3 separate regions of the Zea mays genome follow, and all the other regions are linked to region 1. A link is a contact called in public Hi-C data. All regions are on one chromosome and are shown on one strand. Each heading gives the region's core, a stretch centred on a gene start, on an enhancer-like site or on the middle of the called end of the contact. The rest is flanking DNA. Distances are from core to core; before and after follow the strand shown. Region 1 holds the start of LOC109941434 (probable protein phosphatase 2C 6). Region 2 holds the start of LOC100216601. Region 3 holds the start of LOC100283053 (1-aminocyclopropane-1-carboxylate oxidase 1).

The links. Hi-C and Micro-C count contacts between places; a contact is called where the count stands out from the background.
Region 2: a Hi-C map of bundle sheath shows a contact between it and region 1, with 2.3 times the contacts expected there. The contact joins the promoter of LOC100216601 here to the promoter of LOC109941434 in region 1. A contact is called at or near these places in 3 of 25 Hi-C or Micro-C datasets (bundle sheath, ear and tassel).
Region 3: a Hi-C map of leaf shows a contact between it and region 1, with 5 times the contacts expected there. The contact joins the promoter of LOC100283053 here to the promoter of LOC109941434 in region 1. A contact is called at or near these places in 3 of 25 Hi-C or Micro-C datasets (ear and leaf) and 1 of 3 datasets of contacts at active chromatin or transcription factors (leaf).

What each region holds. Positions count from the first base shown.
Region 1 is chr8:142,410,257-142,414,905 of Zm-B73-REFERENCE-NAM-5.0, reverse strand. LOC109941434 (probable protein phosphatase 2C 6) reads left to right here and starts at 2,021. Exons shown (of 4, transcript XM_020542394.2): 1 at 2,021-3,230; 2 at 3,376-3,747; 3 at 3,838-3,943. The coding sequence starts at 2,733.
Region 2 is chr8:142,589,617-142,594,265 of Zm-B73-REFERENCE-NAM-5.0, reverse strand. It overlaps LOC100216601, which reads right to left and starts at 1,820. Exons shown (of 2, transcript NM_001143014.1): 1 at 1,218-1,820; 2 at 1-1,119. The coding sequence starts at 1,805. LOC100280448 reads right to left here. Exons shown (of 10, transcript NM_001153368.1): 4 at 4,387-4,600; 5 at 4,093-4,236; 6 at 3,895-4,002; 7 at 3,726-3,822; 8 at 3,521-3,649; 9 at 3,290-3,422; 10 at 3,012-3,182. The coding sequence ends at 3,017.
Region 3 is chr8:142,564,017-142,568,665 of Zm-B73-REFERENCE-NAM-5.0, reverse strand. It overlaps LOC100283053 (1-aminocyclopropane-1-carboxylate oxidase 1), which reads right to left and starts at 2,579. Exons shown (of 3, transcript NM_001155955.2): 1 at 2,375-2,579; 2 at 2,011-2,255; 3 at 1,086-1,889. The coding sequence starts at 2,494. The coding sequence ends at 1,301.

The DNA.
Region 1 (4,649 bases), core at 772-3,271:
ATAGCGTGTTCTCCTCTACTTCGATTGTAAACCTTATGTCCAAAAACTGAACCACGATGCTTTTTCTGCTGCTTCAATTTTGTCTTCCAGTATTTACCCATCAAAAGAACAATGGAATAGTCAAGTTCATCTGCTAAATATTTATCTTGTTGATGTATCTTATACCTCCTAAAACCGGACATGTTTCTGAAACGTATTGAAAAAATTGAATAAGAAATCAATTAATAGTGTATCAACAAAGATGAAAATTATTTATGAACTCTCTTTCGTTTCATATTTACTAATCTTAAAACATCTATCCAATAACTGGAGCATCATGTCAACTTGAATTAGAGGAAGGGAGTAATAGCATCACGTCCAATTCAATTAGAGGAAGAGAGTAACGTGAATGTGTGGATGAAGTACTCCCAGGCGTGAAATAGCATACCAGGCGTGATGAAAAGCAAAGCATACTAGGCGTGATGAAAGCTGCAATATTCTCTCTAACCGTCGACCTGTCCATGCGAACGCACGTGATGAAAGCTGCGCCAACCTCCTACGTCTACAGGGTGAAGGAAGATATGTTGCCAAATGTCTAGGTCTTCGGCCGTCCAACGAAGCAGAGCAACCGGTGCGCAAAACAAGTACGGCGTGGCGGGAAATCTTCCGCCAAAACCAATAGATAAAACCAGATTTAACTAAATGGCGCTGTATAGGACTCACTGTTGGAGCTAACACAATTGTTGGGTCCTATACACATTTCTGTTCGACCTTATTCCATTTTAAGGCCCAATTTTAGGTCCCACTCTTGGAGATGCTCTAACAACGCAGATGTTCTCCCATAATTCTATAAATAGACTTAAGGACTATTTAGTTTCTATCTATAATTTATCGTAACTAAGAGTGTGTTTGATACATGAACTAAAATTTAGTCTCTCTCCTATCGAATATTTGGATAGTTAGAAGCATTAAATATAGTCCGCAGGGGTCTTTTGATGGGTCTATAGAAGAGCTCGTCTCTACACGAGACTCTATATACATTGTGTCTTGACTATATTTATGATTTAGAGGATCCAAATTGTATCATATGGACTCTTAGTTGTCTCTTGTACTTAGAAAATTGATTCAAGTGCTTAGACATATGACCTCTTAGTTGTCTTTTGTATCTAGAAAACCGATTCAAGGGCTTAGGGTTGTACAAATCCTTAGGGGAGTACATGTTACATTGGACGTTTGAATGCCGATTACTAGTATTAAATATAGTATAATTCAAAACTAACTATGTAGATGAAGACTAAGCGACAAGACGAATTCATTAAGGCTAATTAATACATGAGTATCAAATGTTTACTGCAGTAACACATGAGCGAATCATGGACTAATCAGGTTTAATAGATTTATGTTATCGTTTAGTTTTTATATGTGTAATTAGTATAATATTCAAACAATTTATGTGACGGAACTAAAATTTAGTCTAAAAGATTCAAACAGGATTCTAGAACGGGAAAAGTATATCTTGAAAATAAGTTATGTTAAAGTTTTTTTCCTAAAATATTATATGGCATCATGACTCTGGATGTAAAACAAGTGTATGTCTCATGTTTTAAGAAAGTCATCAAATGTTAAGTTTGATCGAACATATAAAAAAGTATTTATGATATAAAATATTTTATTCACAAAACTATTGCATTATATTGATATTGCTTTCTATATAATTAATTAAACGTGAAATTAGTTTGTTTATCGAGATGCAAAGTACTACACTGTTTATTCTGGATGAAGGGAGCCTATGCTTGTACAAGCAGGCAACAAGGTCAACAGCCTCCATGACCATGGGCAGCGGCACTATGGCATTGGCAGGCCAAACCTGACAGGCAAGACTAGCCGTCGTATGCGCTACAGCCTACAGACAAGCACTCGAGGCCCCGCCCATCCTCCACGCGCCCTTCCCCGCCCATCGACACGCGCCCCGTAGCCACCCCGCTGCCGGGTGCTCGTGGCGGCGCACCTGATCCCCGCGGCCCCCGCACGTCCCGTCCCCATAGCGCGGCCTCGACACCTGTCCCCCGCACGCGCGCGCGCACACACGAAAGTGCACGTAGCTTTCCTACCCTCCCTCCCTCCCTCGCTCGCTCGTCCCGCCCGTCGCCTCTCCCTCCTTTCTGCCGGTAACTCCCGGTCCCGGCTCCCGAGCCATAGTGACAGCAATTACCCAGTCCCAGATCAACGTTACCCAACGGCTGCCAAATCTCCCTCCGCTTCCCGGCTCCCCAGGTCGAGCCGTCGAGGGCGCTGCTTGCCACTGCCTTGGTCGCTACTGTACGACGCACTTTGGTGGTGGTGCCGCTACTCTGCTCCCCGAGTTCCATCCTTCCTCACGAGGAGGGCGGGCGTTGCCGTTGCCTGCCCGTGTGCTTTGGCGATTCGGGGGCTTGGGCTCGGATCTGCGTGTGCCTGCCTCCGGACCCGCCCGAGGCTCGGGGCGCCTGATTTGGGGCCGGGTTAGGCAGATCTGGAGGGCACATGAGAATAAGGCGGCGGCGGAGGGGTAGCGGGAGCTATGCGGTGCTTCTGCGAAGGACTTGAGCCGGCCTGGGAAGGTGATCCTGGAGGAGGTTGCGGCGGCTGCAACGGCGGAGGGAAGGCTGGAGGATGTCGTAGCGGTCGTGGCGCCGCTCGCGGCTCCGCCTGCGCCGACGTTTAGCCCCGCTGCGGCGGAGCTCACGCTGATCGCCGCGGCGGTCGTGGGAGCCATGGAGGGGGTCTCCGTGCCCCCGGTCAGGACGGCCTCCGCGGCGGACGACGACGCGCTGGCGCCGGAAGGGGAAGGGGGAGACGCGTCTCTGGCCGGGAGCCCGTGCTCGGTGGCCAGCGACTGCAGCAGCGTGGCCAGCGCTGACTTCGAGGGGGTCGGGATGGGTTTCTTCGGCGCGGCAGCGGGCGCGGAGGGTGGCCTTGGCCCCATGGTGTTCGAGGACTCGGCCGCGTCCGCGGCCACGGTCGAGGCGGAGGCCAGGGTCGCAGCTGGTGGGAGGAGTGTCTTCGCCGTGGACTGCGTGCCGCTGTGGGGCTACACCACTATATGCGGCCGCCGGCCGGAGATGGAGGATGCCGTTGCTATAGTGCCGCGATTCTTTGACGTGCCACTCTGGATGCTCACCGGCAATGCGGTGGTCGATGGGCTCGATCCCATGACGTTCCGATTACCTGCACATTTCTTTGGTGTCTATGACGGACATGGTGGTGCACAGGTATGCTTACCGTCCATTAATGACTTCCTATTAGCAGGCTCATTTTTGGTACTCTAGTTAAGACTTAAGACTGTGTGTACTCCTAAATAGAACATTTTGTTGTTGGTACAGCTACATTGAGTGGCATTGGCTCAATTCGTTGTAGGTAGCAAATTACTGTCGGGAACGCCTCCATGGGGCCCTACTGGAGCAGCTGAGCAGGATAGAGCAGACCGTGTGCGCAGCTAACTTGGGAGACATGGAATTCAAGAAACAGTGGGAAAAGGCCTTTGTGGATTCTTTCGCTAGAGTGGATGACGATGTTGGGGGCAAGACGATCAGGGAAGATGGTGGCGAAGCACGCATAAGTGACGCTGCTATGATGCTTGTGCCCGAACCTGTGGCACCTGAGACCGTGGGTTCAACGGCGGTCGTCGCCGTCATCTGCTCCTCGCATATCATTGTCTCCAATTGTGGAGATTCACGGGCGGTGCTCTGCCGTGGCAAGCAGCCCGTGCCTCTGTCGGTGGATCATAAAGTAAGCTCTCCTGCAATGCTGTTTATTTGCCTGACCTTTCAGCTGACATGTTAAGCAGATGTTTACTGCTTTGCTCAATTCGTTCTTCAGCCTAACAGGGAAGATGAGTATGCAAGGATTGAGGCAGAGGGTGGTAAGGTCATACAATGGAATGGTTATCGAGTTTTTGGTGTTCTTGCAATGTCGCGATCAATTGGTATGCTTTTTATTTCTCTCCAGCACACTGCCTTGCTATATATAATAAGTCACCTTGGTTTACTGTTGCAACGATTTGGATAAGGAAATTTGAATAAATTTCTATCAATGAATTACTGTTTGGTTTACTAGTTCAACACCTCTGCAACCTCAATTTTGGTGACAGGGAATGTGTCAGGGCCTAAGAAGGCCCACGTTAGGGCTGCGGTAGCAGCAGCCATGGGCCCTCTAGGGGGATTAGATAAGGATAGTTAGAGATAAGATTAGAAGATTAGTTGAGATTATTTAGGAGATTAGTTGAGATTATCTAGGAAGGTTATCAGTTAGTAGTTTGTTGAGAGTTTTTAGGAGATAAGGATCTCTAGCTAGATAGGGGCAGCCAACCGGCCTATTTATGTAATCAATGGATGAGAAATAAAGCAGGCAAGAATTAGAAGGGACAAACCCTCCTCTTGCTTGGCCGTGGGCAAAGGCCCCCGGCCGACGTTCCTGCCCATCGATACCCCTCTCCAATCCCTCACCGATCTAGTGACCATAACATCTGGTATCGGCTAGCTTGGGTTTCGATCTGATCCCATGGCTTCTGCTGCCAATTTCGCGGCGTCATCCTGGCAATCGGCGTCCCCATCTCCATGGACAACGCCGCATGTCACCTTCGTCACGCCGTCCTGGCAACCGACGTCCCCATCTCCATGGGCTGCGCCGCA
Region 2 (4,649 bases), core at 571-3,070, 180 kb before region 1:
GTAGCCGAGCGCCTCCTCGACGGGCCAGTCCTTGACGGTGATGTCGAGCATCTGCTCAAAGGTGCCCGCGTCGATGGCCTTCTCGACGTGATGCGTGAGCCCCATGGGTGGCCGCGCGGTGACCACCTGCAGCAGGAGCACGCCGAGGGAGTAGATGTCCGACTTGACGCCCAGCTTGCCCGTCTGCTGGTACTCCGGGTCGATGTAGCAGAAGGTGCCCGCCGTCGCCGTCAGCCGGTACTGCGTCACGTTGTCCGCCACCGACGGCGGCACCAGGCGTGCCAGCCCGACGTCGCTGATCTTGCTCACGTAGTTGCGGTCCAGCAGGATGTTGGCCGGCTTCAGGTCCCGGTGCACCAGCGGCTCCGGCTTCGTTTGGTGCAGGAACAGCAGCGCCGTCGCGATCTCCGCCGCGATCCGGAACCGCTGGGCCCACGCGAGCGGCGGCGTGCCGCCCCGACGGAACAGCCGGTCCTCGAGGCTGCCGTGGTCCATGTACTCGTACACGAGACAGCCGTACTCCGGGCATGCGCCGAGGAGGAGCACCATGTTGGGGTGGCGGATGCAGCTGAGCACCTCCACCTCCTGCAGGAACTGCTTCCTCCCCTGGTGCGCGTCGGGCCGGAGCACCTTGATGGCGACGGGGGTGTGGTCGAGGGAGGCGCGGTAGACGGGGCCGTAGCCGCCCTCGCCGATTTTGAGCTCGTCGGAGAAGCGCTCCGTGGCCATCTCGATCTCGTCGATGTGGTACTTGCGGTACCGGAAGTCGTGGTTGGAAATGGCATCCAGAGCGCGCACCTTCTCGTCGGCCTCCCGGCGCGCGCGCACCTCGGCGTTGCGGCGCCGCTGCGCCTCCAGGTCAGCCAGCCTCTGCGCCGCCTCGGCGGCCTCCATGGCCGCGCGGCACTTGGCCTTCTCCATCTCGGCCACTGCCAGAGCAGCCTCCTCGGCGTTCCTGGCCTCCTCCAGCCGACGCGCTTCCTCCAGCTTCATCATATGCATCTCCTTGGCCCGCTGCTTGGCGTTGATGGCCTCCTTGCACGCCGCGTTGTACATGTCCATGGTCTGCTTGAGCTCCAACCGGAGCCGCCGCATCTCGGCCTCGGTATCCCGCTGCGCCTGCATCCGCGCCACATGTCGTAGGTCAGCCGTCAGCAGCAAGGGACAAGGGTGGATAGCAAGAAATCAAACAAGTACGAATTGAACGTATGACTCACGCCGGTGGCCGGTGACATGGGTTCCAGAGCGGGGAGAGTGGTGGACATATCGAGGTTCTCGCCCAAGTCTATGTAGGAGAAGCGCGTGCTCGGGCCGAAGTCGAGGTCGCCGCCTAACGAGTCGTGTCTCGCCGAGCGGGAGGACGTCTCGAAGTTGTCCTTTCCTGGCAGGACGACAAAGTTCTTGGTGGTGGCCGATGACGAGAGCAAGCGCTCGCGGAACAGTGGCCGCGTGGATAGCTCCGGCGGTGTGCGCCCGTCAATGGAGCGCCAGGCGTCAGGCGTCACCCGCGGCAGGTGCCCCCTGGAGCCGCGTCGCATGTAGAGCACCGATTCCCGGAGGGAGTCGGTGTCCGAAGCGATGTCGGCGCCAGTGTGCATCGGCGGGACGCCGCACTTGGCGAGCCTGACATTGACGGACTTGCCCTTGGCCACGACGTAGATGTTGCAGTAGTCTGGAGCGCACTTCATCAGGGTCGACGGCACGTCCGCGTTCTTGAATTTCCTGCCCGAGGCGAGAGCTGAGACGGTGCAATCTGGACGAAAAAGAAATGATGGGGAAAAAAAAAGAATACTTGGTGAACGCATTTCTGTTGGCTCCGCCGAGCGCAATGCTCTGGATCTTGTTTGCAGTGATGTAACCTAGAATGGCTTTGGACACGTCTGCCTCTTCCAATACTACCTCGGATACTTCCACCTGCTAGCAGCAGCAGCGTCGATACGATTTCACCAACAATATAATCATCTTGATACGTTTTGGATGTTTTTTGCATTATTGTTGTTATTACATTTACCCCATTCCGGTTGAAGAATCCTCTGTAGGGGACAAAGATCTCCTTCATTTCAGCCTCCAGCGCACCCTGCGTGGTCTCAACCATGGCGAACCCATCTGCGCATGTCCAAGCAAACCAGAGCTCAGCTGCTGCTGCTGCACTGGCGAAATGGGTACGGGAGATGAACGACGTACGGGTCGTGTGGTAATGGACGGCCACGTGGAGCAGGACGATATGAGAGGCGCCGGAGAGGAGGTGGTCCACCACCCACTTCACGGCCAGTTGGCTGTTCCGGTCCCGGTCGATGGCCACGACGATGGTGGACGCCGGCTGGTGCAGCAGCGCCGGCGGCGATATCACCCAGTACTCATCCGGGCTCAGTGGGCCTCCTTGCATCGCGCCACCGTCCCGTGATGTTATGGTAATAAGGATGCCGCCGGCCGGTCAGTGGGTGGTGCGAGCGATGGATAGGGGCGCAGGAGAAGAAGGTAGAGAGATGGAGGGAGACGGGTTGTTCCGCCTCTCCTCCTGCCCTCCTTCCTTTCTCTCCCTTGCCTCCAACCTTAGTCTCCTACAGGTCTTCTCCTTCCCCAACATCTTGCAGCTAAATGCCATGGCGCAGGAGCAAGGACAGCCTCATACTATTCTTGCACATCCAATTATGTTTTTCCCTTTTTTGCTTTTGCAAATATTGTTCCACAAGAAAATTGGCATTGAGCAACCTAAAATAAGGGTGTAATTGATTGGACATGTAAGAAGCCTTGAAACAGCAAATGCAACCTAAAATTGGCCAATGCAGGAACCATGACCATCACCTGATCTCTCTTATTATTCTTCCATCGTGCACAACACGGTGTGCTTCTCTATCCAATCACCATAGCAACCATAAAAGATTTACAGTGTATTATAGCATTGCTGCTAACCCCTAGATCCGCCGCCAAGTAACCCCCCAGATCCTCTCTAACTTATGTACAACTACAAAACTGTACAGTTTCTAAGAGTTCTTGCAGCCTGGTGCAAATGGTTTTATAAGGTCAGGTAGGTCTTGATCATGGATGAGCCAGTTGGGTCAGAGAGGAGATGCCTGACAAGGTTCATTCGCAATTGATTTGGAGCTATCGCAAACATGTAGAATGAGAATAGTATGAGATCGACGGATGAAAGGGTCGAGCCAAGAAATCCTCGCCACATCCTGTTCAAGGAAAAATAGTGGTTATCAAAAACTTCATGGAGGTAGTAGCCTTCAGCGCACTGAATTTCTCTGAAGACCAACTGAGACAAGGTAAAAAGTGCGACTACCATCTCGGCACCCTGAAAAAGGCTTCGAAGAATGTTTGTATGCCTTCATTATTCAGTTGGATTATCAACGCTAATCCGAAAAGGAAGAAGGATCGTTGGCGTTTCCTCTCTTGAGGCCACAGTGTTCTCCATGCTGAAACATCATATTATAATAGTTTCGCTAACTTGTCTGAACCTTTACACAGTAGAACCGAACCAACCAACTTGAATAAATACCAGAAAAATGCTTACCAAGCATTGATGGACTGTAATTTTGTGAATTTCCGAGCATATATTCTGCAGGAACTCGATTTCCTAAGATGTCCGATATCACAGAAGCATATCTTGGAGCCTCAGACAAAGATCTGACCACTGAGTACCCTATGTATTTTGTGAAAAGTTGTCAATATAAGCTAGGAGGAAACTGGTGTGCAAAAAATTGATGATTCGTATGTACCTGTTGCAGGATGCACCATACTTGCTGCAGCACCGAATGCAAGGTTTTTCTGATCTGTGTTTGGTAAGGACCCTCCAACAGGAATGTAGGACCATTCCTTAAACCGAGAACATTTCAGTTTATTTTCAGAATATAATGTGTGAGAATTAAGAATTGTAGACCCTCTTACCTCCTCATAAACTTTCAGGATACGAATTCCCATCGCGTTCAACCGATACATCAGCCTCTTCTTAAGTAGATCAAAAGACATAGCATCTTTAGAAGCTAAGCATGTTTCCTGTGATAAGGTATTTAGTCACAAATTTTGAGAATTTGATGGGAAGCGCGGGTTGCTTAATCACAGAGGTAACAAAAACTCTGTACCGACCTCAAAGAAAACTCGTGTGGGTGACATGGGCATAGCATACAGGAAAGTGGGATTTTCTTGTTCAGTGTGTGAGAATTCCTCTTTGAAACAATCTCTGTAGTCCATGAAAACCATTAAGCTAGGATCATATGGGTTATTTTCCACCTGAAATTTTCAAACAGTTTTGAAATAACGAAGATCTAGCACATAAATGATATATTGAAAATTTCAACTAGAGACTTATTGAGCAAACTGGTCTGTCTAATTTGTGCAAGCAATAAAAAAAAATGAACAGATTCTTGAGTCTTGGTGTACCTCAACTTCTACTCCGTATGCAGTCTGCACGCAAACACGGGGACCCCCAACCTCATACTCTAGAAGCCTACCAGATGCTGCCCCCGAAGCAACAATGGCAAGCCTGCAAATTATCTCGCGACCCTTGTCACAACAGACTACTCTGTGTCCATCTGGAGATTCTATGATCTTGTCCACTTTGGAGTTCAGGTATGTCACGCCAGCTTCATAGCATCTGCGAATTATTCAAGTGTTGCTACTCGTCAATTATATTATATACCACC
Region 3 (4,649 bases), core at 1,330-3,829, 150 kb before region 1:
GTAGGCAATATCCTCTATTCCAGTTCGAGGACAAACTGCTTCTCGATAGGGGGAGATATGTTATGTGGGGCACTACCTATCTGCGTAGGTGAAAACATAATACTACTAGTTGAGACAGTTCAGCAAGGTAGTTTAGAGAATCAAGGAAAGAATAGCAGATTAGAGCAACTCCAGTAGTTATCTAAAAGACTTCCTAAATTAATAATTTAGGTAGTTAACATGAAAACTATTCTCCAACAGTTCTCTAAATAAACTTTCTAAATTTAACAATTTGTCATCTAACCTCATTTTCTCTCTACATTTGGCAACCATTTAACAACTCCCTAAACAAAAATGTTGACTGCATTATATAGTTTTTGTGACTTATTTTTTATGTGGATAAATACAAAACAAAATTACAACCTATATTTAGAGAACTATTGGAGAACTCACATTTTTTTACTCCAAAAACTATTTAGCAACTTTTTAAATCTGTGATTTAGAGAGCTAAAATTTACATAACTATTGGAGTTGCTCTTAGTAGCAAATTAGTAGTTGAAAGAATCTAGGAAAGGATAGCAGATTAGTAGTTGAAAGTTTTTAACAGATTAGATGTCGGCCATCAGCTGGCCTATATAAATGTAAGCAGAGTCAGATTAAGGAATCATGAAAGAAGTTATTTCCAAACCGCCCCCTCTCCTAATCCGGTCTTTCCCCTTTGTTGTCAATATAGTCCTCATCACCTGCGAAGCCAGGGACCGCCGACCGATCCCTTGCATCTTCCTCCCTACCGCCGCACACGTAACACGATTGTTCATAAGTATAACTAGTTTGCGGCGAACAGTTTGTCTCTGACATGGCAAACAAACCTATGTCTCTAACGTTGATCAACATGTAAATATTTGAGCTCATTCGTGTTGGATATATTTAGTTTTATATTTTTTTTTCTTGATCCGGTAACCCCTTTGATTTTCACGTAAACTGAACGGAAGCTTGCAGATGTTTTTTCAACATGTGGACATGTGTGCTTACCGAATATTTGCGTGTCATTGTACTAGTTGACTATTAATTGACAAGGAAAGCCAACTTTTTTGTCGAATGGCATGTGCAAGTCCACCAAACGGATGCGCCCTTAAACCGCAACAATGTATTGTCAACCACAGAATACGTAGTACCAGTAACGACTACGTATAAGATTTGCTAAATTTAAACACGCAACAGTACGCATGCAGACAATGGATCGAACAAGAAGCAAGCAGCAAGCTTGAAACTATGCATAGTCCACGAGCTAAGCTGCCTCTGCCTACTTGCAGCTGTTCGCTTAGCCGAGCAGCTTCTTGACGGCCTGGAACCTGGCGTCCTTGTCGCCGAACTTGGTGCCCTGGTAGTAGTCGAGGTAGTCCCCGAACCTGTAGGGACCGGGGTACGCCGCGGCGCCGGCGTCCTGATCCCTGCGGGGCGCCGGCGCGACCACGGCGTCGGTGCCAGGGTTGTAGAACGTGGCCACGGACAGGCGGCGGCCCTGGTCCCCGGCCGCGACGCGGTGCAGGACGCTCCGGTAGGCGCCGGCGCTGAGGACCTCGATCTGGTCCCCGATGTTGACGAAGAGCCTGCCCCCCTTGGTGGGGCCGACGGGGACCCAGTGGGCGCCGGCCCTGAGGAACTCGAGGCCGCCCACGACGTCGTCCTGGAGGAGCAGGATGATGCCGCCGGCGTCGGTGTGCGCGCGCAGGCCCCACACCAGCTCCGGGCGCGGGCAGGACGGGTACATGGCGAACTTGGTGCCCACGAACGGCGGCGCGAAGGTGGCGGCGACGTGGGCCCCGGGGAGGCCCAGGTTGAGGCTCATGCACTCGGCCAGACGCTCCGCGAGGGACACCATCTGCGCGACGTACGCGTCCAGCGTCTCTCTGCGTGTTACATGAAGATGAAGAATGATAGCGCGTACGAAGCATGCATGGTGTGTGGGTGTGCGGCAACAACTAATTGAGGTCGAATCGACGAAGGCAGCACAGCAGTATATATACGGACCGTGTCGGCGGCGTGATCTCTGGGAAGTCGGCGACGTTGGTCTTGGGGTGGTGCTGGATGAAGTAGGTGGACTCCCAGTCCACCTCGTCGGAGGGCTTCTCATCAGTGTCACCTCTGGTGGCGGCCTCGAGGTCCATGGCGAGGGCGGAGGCGTAGAACTTGGCCTCCAGGTGCTCCTCGTAGTGGCCGTAGACGAAGCGCTTGACCTCGTCCATCAGCGGCGCGTCCACGCCGTGGTTCTCCACCTGCGATGCGGATGCGAGCGGCGCCGGCGCATCATAATGACGTACGTACGCCCGCGCGCATGCATATGGAAAGAAGTTGTCAAATATTAATTGCAAGCATTCGTTGGTGCTCTGCTTACCCAGAAGAAGCCCCAGTCCTTGCAGGCGTCGTGGAGCTCCGCCAAGGTCCGCGACCTCTCCTCGCCGCCGCCGTTGAGGCCGCCGAGATCGATCACCGGAATCTCCATCGGGCCCGTCATTAATTAGACTGCTTTGTACTTAATTTGTGCCTCCCAAGTTCTGACACTCCACTACTTAATTTGTGTTGTTCGCTGCTGCATGAGAGGAAGGTATATGGGTAGCTGGCTATTTATACTGGAATTCGCACCAAAAACACACACCTTGCATTGCAGGTGAAATGGGTGAAGCTGGATGGAGCCCACATTCCATGTGGAATTCTGCAGCAGTTGGACCGGACTGGAGTGGAGTGAGTAGCAGCAGCAACGAAACTTCGTCCCGCGGTTTCGTGTTGCTTGGTTTGGAATGGCAGGTTTCCGTTTCCCGGCCCGGGTGGACAAGACAGCGCGCCGGCCGGACGCGGCGTAGGTAGCGTCAGTCCTGGTACTCTGATAAAGCGGGTGATTATTCAATTCTGCAGACTGAAGCATCGAATCTGCCGATGTGATCTAGCACAAAGGGCAGCACAGAGGGAGATCCAAATCCAATGGGCGGCCAGGCACGGTGTGGTGTGGATGCTGGCGTGTGGACCCAGTGCATGTGCGGCGACGAGCCGACGACGACGATGCCAAGCAGACGAAGACGACGGGGCTCTGAATCGGGTGCATGCTACGGCACGGGCGGCGGAGCCTGACGCGCCGCTGCTCCATCCTGCGGGGGTGTTGCGTTGCGCTGTTATGAATGCCGTTGCTTGGTAGTACGGAGTAGTGCCGTTGCTATGCCTGGATCGGCACGGAAAATCCCTCCTATCCTAGTATATAGGTACTAGGCAGTACCAGCAGAGATAGACGACGGACATGGAAAGCGATCGATTTGGGCCAACTGGACCGGTTGCTGTCTGGCACCTTCACTTGCACGCAGGTACGGTGTGGTTGTTTTGGTCGAGCCTACGCGCCCACGGGTTAGCGGAAAACAGCGACACAGCCACAACATCATAACTTTACCCATTTCGTGTCAAAATTTCTCATCTACACCGTAAAAAACCGCTATTATGTTTTTTTATGCAGAGGATTGGATGTCACTCGTGACAATATAACATTGAGGTGTTGTTTTTCTTTCTTTCAACATGAAGTACCGGAACGGTAACGCAACTTGCTAACGGTTTCCAGAGGAACTAAAACCACTATGTTTGTTCGGCTACGGACACCGGGACACATAAGACCTAGTTTGGGTACTCTAGTATTGACCTCAATCCACTTGTATTGAGGTGGATTGGGATGTAACTTAAACTAATTTACACCCCAATCCACATCAATACATGTGGATTGAGGTCAATACTAGAGTACCCAAACAAAGCCTAAGGGAACCAATTACGCTAGTAGGGGAGGGGAGGAAGTGTTCTACGAGATCGGGTCGATTTACGCTGCAACTGATTATGGACCCATCCATCCAAACATGAAATAGTGTGATGTTCTCGCGCGCTGGGTATGTGTACCGATATTCACAGTGGAGCAGTGACGGAGGACCGCGGGAGCTGCCCCCACCCCCCCTCGAAGCAATGAAGGCTCCTGGGTGTACTAGCGGTTGAGAGATCCCAACATCTGAGGTCGGTCGGGGTAGGGCTATATGAACTGATGTTGTCCTATAGGGCGCATGCCGCAAGGGTTGACTGATGGAGCTGCCCGCGCGCCGCTTGGTCATGGGATAAGAAGGCAGGGCAGAGGCCAGCCCTCCAAGACCAGAGGGGCCAAGGGCACAGGCTGGGGGCCAACGTGATGGTCGTTTCACCGCCCCAAACGGTGGCAACAACTGAGGCCTGGGTCGCATGACTCGTGGAGGCAACCTCGGCAATCGGGATGGAGGTGACCGTGACCACGACCATTACGGGGCGGTGGAGGCAGCAGCCACGACGCCTTTAGAGGTGGCCATGGAGGTCGCGGGCAGTATAACCGGGACAAAGGTGGCTGCATGTGGTGTATGCAGCCGGGACTGAAAGTCACCTAGGGTGAATTGAGGAAACCCAAAATTTATCACTTAAAGTAAAAAAACTCAAATCCCGGTTAGACGTTATAACGAGAGGTAATTTAATCGGGGTGAGGGAGAGATGTTCTTCTAGCAAGTGTTGCTCTCATGATTGTGTAATTACTTGTGAGCAACACAAGCACTAACTTACAACAGGGAAGGGGGAAATAAATTGCGAGGAAAACACAACACAAGAGACACGAACAATTTATTTAC